Regions from separate parts of the Sus scrofa genome. Here region 1 is linked to region 2. A link is a contact called in public HiChIP or PLAC-seq data. All regions are on one chromosome and are shown on one strand. Each heading gives the region's core, a stretch centred on a gene start, on an enhancer-like site or on the middle of the called end of the contact. The rest is flanking DNA. Distances are from core to core; before and after follow the strand shown. Region 1 overlaps LPP (lipoma-preferred partner). Region 2 overlaps TPRG1 (tumor protein p63-regulated gene 1 protein).

Region 1 (2,700 bases), core at 133-2,632, 470 kb after region 2:
TTCCATATGCTGCAGGTAAGGCCCTAAAAAGACTAAAAAAAAAAAAAAAAAAAAAAAAAAGAAAGAAAGAAAGAAGAAAGGAAATTGATAGCAGTTTTCCCTAAGTGGACAATCATGTTTTACAATATTACCAATAAAAGTTGTACAGATTAAAGGAAATTTTGCAAGCCTTGAATAATAATCATTAAATGTCTATCAATGACATTAGATGAAAGACTGAAATTATCTTTCTATTCTCCCCATAGAAAATATTATAAAGTTAGGTTGCATGAAGAGTTAACCAGAGAGCAGGCAGCCACAAAACAAAGGAAAAAGTCACTGTTTAATTAATTAACTAAAATGATATTTTCTGGATTTTTTTATTTTTGTCACATTTCCTGGCTTTTTAAAATCAGCTTAAAATGTTTCATTCACTTTTTTCATTTGAAATAAATATTATTTTGTTTACATAATTGTTATGGAATGAATTAAGTCCCCCTGCCCCCACCACATTCCTATGTTGAAGTACCCTAGTACCAAAGCATGTGACTGTATTTGGAGAGAGCGTCTTCAAAGAGACACTTAAGTTAAAATGGGATTAGGTCGGGGCTAATCCAATACCACTGATGTCCCTACAAGAAGAGAAGATCAGGACACAAGTACACACAGAGGAAAGACCAAGTGAACACAGAAGGAGAAGGTGCCCACGTACAAGCTGAGGGGAAAGGCCTCAGGATAAGCCAAACCTGCCCACACCCTGATCTCAGAATTCCAGCCTCCAAAGACATGAGAACATTCCTATTGATTAAGCTGTCCAGTCTGTGATACTTTGTTATGGCAGCCCTAGCAAACTAATTATTCATAATTTTGTACCTTTTAAAGGTCTCCCCAAAGTGATATGCTTCAAAGCTTTAGTTCCCATAGAACCTGAATATATTTTCACATGAGCACACACACACATACACACACACAATTTCACTGCTCACTGTTTGTATATTAACTATAGTAATTAACTATGCTGTTTTGTCAAAAATCCTTACTTTTTGTACAGACTTTTTTTTTAAAAAACAAAAGCTTTCCACCTTGAACAGTTATTTATGCTACCAAATGGTCAACGGGATTCAATCATTTAATCAACAAGTTTCTTTGGTTTTGGAGATTTGTGTAACTTTATCACCTCTCACCTCTCAGAGTACTGAAGAACACCCAGATATTAGCTCGCACCTTTTATTCACTGTCTTGCTTAATTAATTTCCTATTTTTTAATCAAAATGTTAAGCAACTGCAGAGGGCATTCTGTAAAAAGAAAAGCTAGGGATTGCAATTTCTTCTAGTTCCACGTTTCAGGCTATGATTTTAGAGACAAGGGACGAAGACTCTATGATTTATATAGTGTGCAAAATTGGGAAGTGGCTTGTCTAAAATTGCATCATTATCTGTATAAAAGGATACTTTCCCATTCTCTGTCCATCTCAACAAGCTGAGTTTGTTTTGTTTTAAGGAATAAATGAGAGAATGGATATGAAAATGTGTGACATTAAAATATCCACTGCTATTTTATGAAAGCTAATGGTTAATGTTCACATGGAATCCTCCTGGATCTCCCAAGCTTAGAGGTCTAAGAATTGCTTTAAAGTTGTACCTCTGTTGTGAGACCTTGCACAGTCAGTCTCTGGATCTTAATTTACTGTAAATGAGCAAGACAGCTTCTTAGAAAAGCAAAGGCAACACATTTATTTAATTTCTGACAGCTTAAAAATCTATGAATTCCCCATCACTAAAACTGTGGTAATTATTATGTTCCAGAAGACTATTGGGAAATCTTGCTTTCATTTCTAGGACTTTCGGATTTTGCACAGTTGGTTAATACTTGAAGTAGAATATAGACTTCTGTTTTAAATAGGGCATGCTAACATTAAGTGTGGCTATAAGCATGGAACCAGAGGAAATAAAATAGAAACCAGTGACTTCCTCACCTGATAATGTCTTACAAAAAGCAATGGTCCTTTGTAAATATGATTCATGCAATTTTAAATTTAAAAAAGGGGGTGGAGGCAAAAGCAAGCAGCACACTTGTCTTGCCTCCCTATTAACAGTCTGGTACTAGAACTCGTAGAACTGCCACAGAAGGCTAAACAGTCCTAGGCTTTTCATGTGATCAAGTTCACACTTCATGGTTCTCTAAATAAGGCTTTCCAAACAAACCTGGCTTAGGCTCATTCACTTGGCATTTCTCCTGTAGGAATGCAACTGAATGTTCTACCCAAAAGTTTCAAGATTGACAGTTTGGGATATTTATTGATCGATTTAATCCTGTCTCAGCACAGGCTCGTTTTGATCAATGTCATAGTCAGTGGAACATTCCCTTTGTCTGACTTTAAACTTCAAGTATAAATGGGCTGGGTTTTACAGCCGATTTTAACATTTTCTTTCCTCTTACCCTTTTCTGATCAGCTCTTCAATGACAATGCCAATTATTCGGGAAAATGTACAAAACAATGTTAACTCCTAGCATTTGGCAAGCAGTTCACACGTTTGGGAGAAATTATATCACACTTGAAAAACTGGGCATTGTTGCTTCTGTCACAATCTTCCCTTCTCACCTGGAGACACTTCCACACATCGGTTCTGGGGAGGCCTTTGTCTTCAAGTCTCTTCTTGCAACTCTTCCTGCATCTCTGAACTCAGGGTAGTGGTTTCCTCTATGAGGCTCAGGGCAGT
Region 2 (2,700 bases), core at 146-2,645:
GAGAGAGTAGAAAAGTCAGTGGTTACCAAGGAGTGGGGAAGGGATACATAGGCAGAGCACAGAGTATTTTTAGGGCAGTGCAACTCTAATGCAAGCTATGGACTTTGGTTGATTATGATGTGTCAATGGAGGTTCATCAGTTGTAACAAAGGGCCACTCTGGTGAGGAAGCACTGATCATGGGGGAGGGTGTGCATGTATAGCTGTAGGGAGGATATGGAAAATCTCTCCTAATCTTCCTCTTAATTTTGCTGTGAACCTGAAACTGCTCCAAAAAAAATAGAATATTTTTTGGAGGTCTCGTGGTGGCACAGCAGAAACAAATCCAACTAGGAACCATGAGGTTCCCCTGGCCTCACTCAGTGGGTTAAGGATCCAGAGTTGCTGTGAGCTGTGGTGTAGGTCACAGACATGGCTCAGATCTGGCGTTGCTGTGACTGTGGTGTAGGTCGTCAGCTATAGCTCTGATTAGACCCCCTAGCCTGGGAACCTCCATATACCATGGGTGTGGCCCTAAAAAAAAAAGAAAAATAGAAATTTTTTTAAAATGAAAAATAGCAATTTTTGATTAAAAGATAGGAAAAGATCTGGAGCCTAATATATAAAGACCTATGTCAGGAGAGACAGGATAGAGTTACCTCTAAAACCAGAGCATGTGTGTCATGTTAGCTAAGGGACACTCCACAGGAGTAGGTATCAAACCAGGTTCTGCTGGGCCTTAGATATTGCCCCCAAAGCAGCTATATGTACCAAGGATGGGAGAGGTGGAGTGGGAGACAATTCTTCCACTTCCGTCTGAATATCCATGGTTTCACTTAGTTCACATAATGGATTTCCATAGGAGACTTCTGCTAACAAGAGGATCTGGATGCTTTGAAAGCATATATACAGACGCTTGTTGTCTGTATTGCTTTACCACCAAAATCTGACTCCATCTTTTTCCTTCTAACTAAACTTGAGCGGACTCACTGCCTTGCTCAGACATTCAAGGTCCTTCACGGTCTGGCCTCAACCTTCTTCCAGCTTTTACCTATAGCTGCTTTCCCATGTTCCTTTCTTACCAACCAGACTACCTCACAACTTACTCTTTACATTCCTAAAACGGTACTTTTCAAGTTATAATTACTTGCTAACATGTCAAGTTCTTCCATTAGACTGGGAGCTCTTCAAGGGCAAGGACCATGTTTTGTTCATTGCCTCTTTGTTAACGAACAGGAGGAAAAAGCCTGGCCCCTTCTCAGTTGTTTCTTGCAAGAACTCTCAAAAATGCAGTGACCAGAAGTTCCCACCAGATGGCAGTGTGTGGACATTTTTCCCCTTACCAATCAGAAGGGAGAGGAAGGGTTTACAGCAAATTGCTTTTCATTTCCGTCCTTGTGAGACTGACAAACAAATCTCCTCAGACATCAGGACTTGTAACTGGGCAGGTGAATTCACATCGCTGAATCAGAATCTCAGGTGGCCCTTGTATTCCCTAGATACCTCTTCTCTCTAAAAATATTCCTTCTGCAAGCTGAAAAAGGATTATACTGTTCTGTGTTCTAGGACGGAGGAACTTGGAGTTGAGTCTGATTGTCACAGGCACAAGGTGACCATGTTTTCAGCAGTGAGGAAAAATGGTCACCAACACCCACTGATTGCTGCCATCTGTTGAGGTTCCTTCACCTCCTGCCCACCCCCATCTGCAAGACCCAGGCTGCAAGCAAAAGTCAGCCAAACATGCCAGCTAACTTGTGAAAATGGCATCTTCTCTGCATTCTTGTTTCTTTTCCCATTTGAGACCACGGAGCTGGTTGGCTCAGGAGAGCTGCAGGTGCTCTAATCACAGAGCCCCTCGCCTCTTTACATGGGGACCCTGTGCTCTGCTCTGAGCTTCTCAGAAGCAAAGGGTTCCCAAATGGAAGACATTCCCAGTCCAAATGAAAAACAAGGAGAAACATACCCAAAGGAGCTCCCAACTAAAAATGCTCAGGGGAAAAAAGGACCTCACTTTCTCACTTCCATCTGTTTCTGTGTATCTCTACCCTCACCACAGTCTAAGAAGCCACAAACTTCCCTTCTTGCTCCTTTGAAATCTGCTGTGTTGCCTTGACAAACTAGATGCTCTAGTTTCTCTAAACGTTACTTATTCCTAGGGATTTCTCCATCCTCCACTGCTAGAGCAGAGGTTATAAGGGGATATGAGTCAATAACATTCTGGAGAGTTCAACCTATTTTAACAAAACCATCTTCCAAGTCCCTGTAGATGGGCCTCACTGGGCTGACTCTGCCCCACCCTGGGCAACAGGCTTCATTTAATGATACCAGGATGGTTAGCACCCAAGTTCTAGTGTCAGCAGACCTGGGTCAGATTCTAACTCTGGGTCAAATTCTGACTCTAATTGTGTGATCTTGTGGGAATTTCTTAGCCTCTCCAAATCTCAGCTTCCTCAGCAATAGAATGGGGAAAATATCTACACGTCACAGAGGGAGGTTGTGCCAATTAAATAAGGCAGGTAAAGAGTTTAGCATGGTGCCAGTTCAAAGGGTACTAAATAAATGCTAAGAATCACTGCTAGCATCAGCAGAAATACTCTGCAGAAGACACGGCTCCCTAGAAGTAATTCTTAGTGTTACACTCAGCACAGCTTCAGAAACATTTAAAGAATCCAAAAGCTCTTCACAAATCATGTCGGGACCCATCCCTTAAGTGAGATCCATA

The links. HiChIP or PLAC-seq counts read pairs in DNA pulled down with a chosen protein or histone mark.
Region 1: an H3K27ac HiChIP or PLAC-seq map of alveolar macrophages shows a contact between it and region 2. The contact joins two enhancer-like sites. A contact is called at or near these places in 1 of 47 Hi-C or Micro-C datasets (embryonic fibroblasts) and 1 of 2 datasets of contacts at active chromatin or transcription factors (alveolar macrophages).

The regions. Positions count from the first base shown.
Region 1 is chr13:126,225,028-126,227,727 of Sscrofa11.1, reverse strand. All of the region lies in intron 6 of LPP (lipoma-preferred partner), which reads right to left. Among named protein-coding and RNA genes, the nearest start is that of MIR28, 56 kb to the left of the region's middle. Within about 2 kb of position 1,382, at least 1 of the 83 cell types and tissues checked has an H3K27ac peak or open chromatin away from gene starts, as enhancers often do. A contact at or near this core is called in alveolar macrophages, where this site is marked.
Region 2 is chr13:126,699,171-126,701,870 of Sscrofa11.1, reverse strand. The region is part of intron 2 of TPRG1 (tumor protein p63-regulated gene 1 protein); the gene reads right to left. Among named protein-coding and RNA genes, the nearest start is that of TPRG1, 170 kb to the right of the region's middle. Within about 2 kb of position 1,395, at least 16 of the 83 cell types and tissues checked have an H3K27ac peak or open chromatin away from gene starts, as enhancers often do. A contact at or near this core is called in alveolar macrophages, where this site is marked.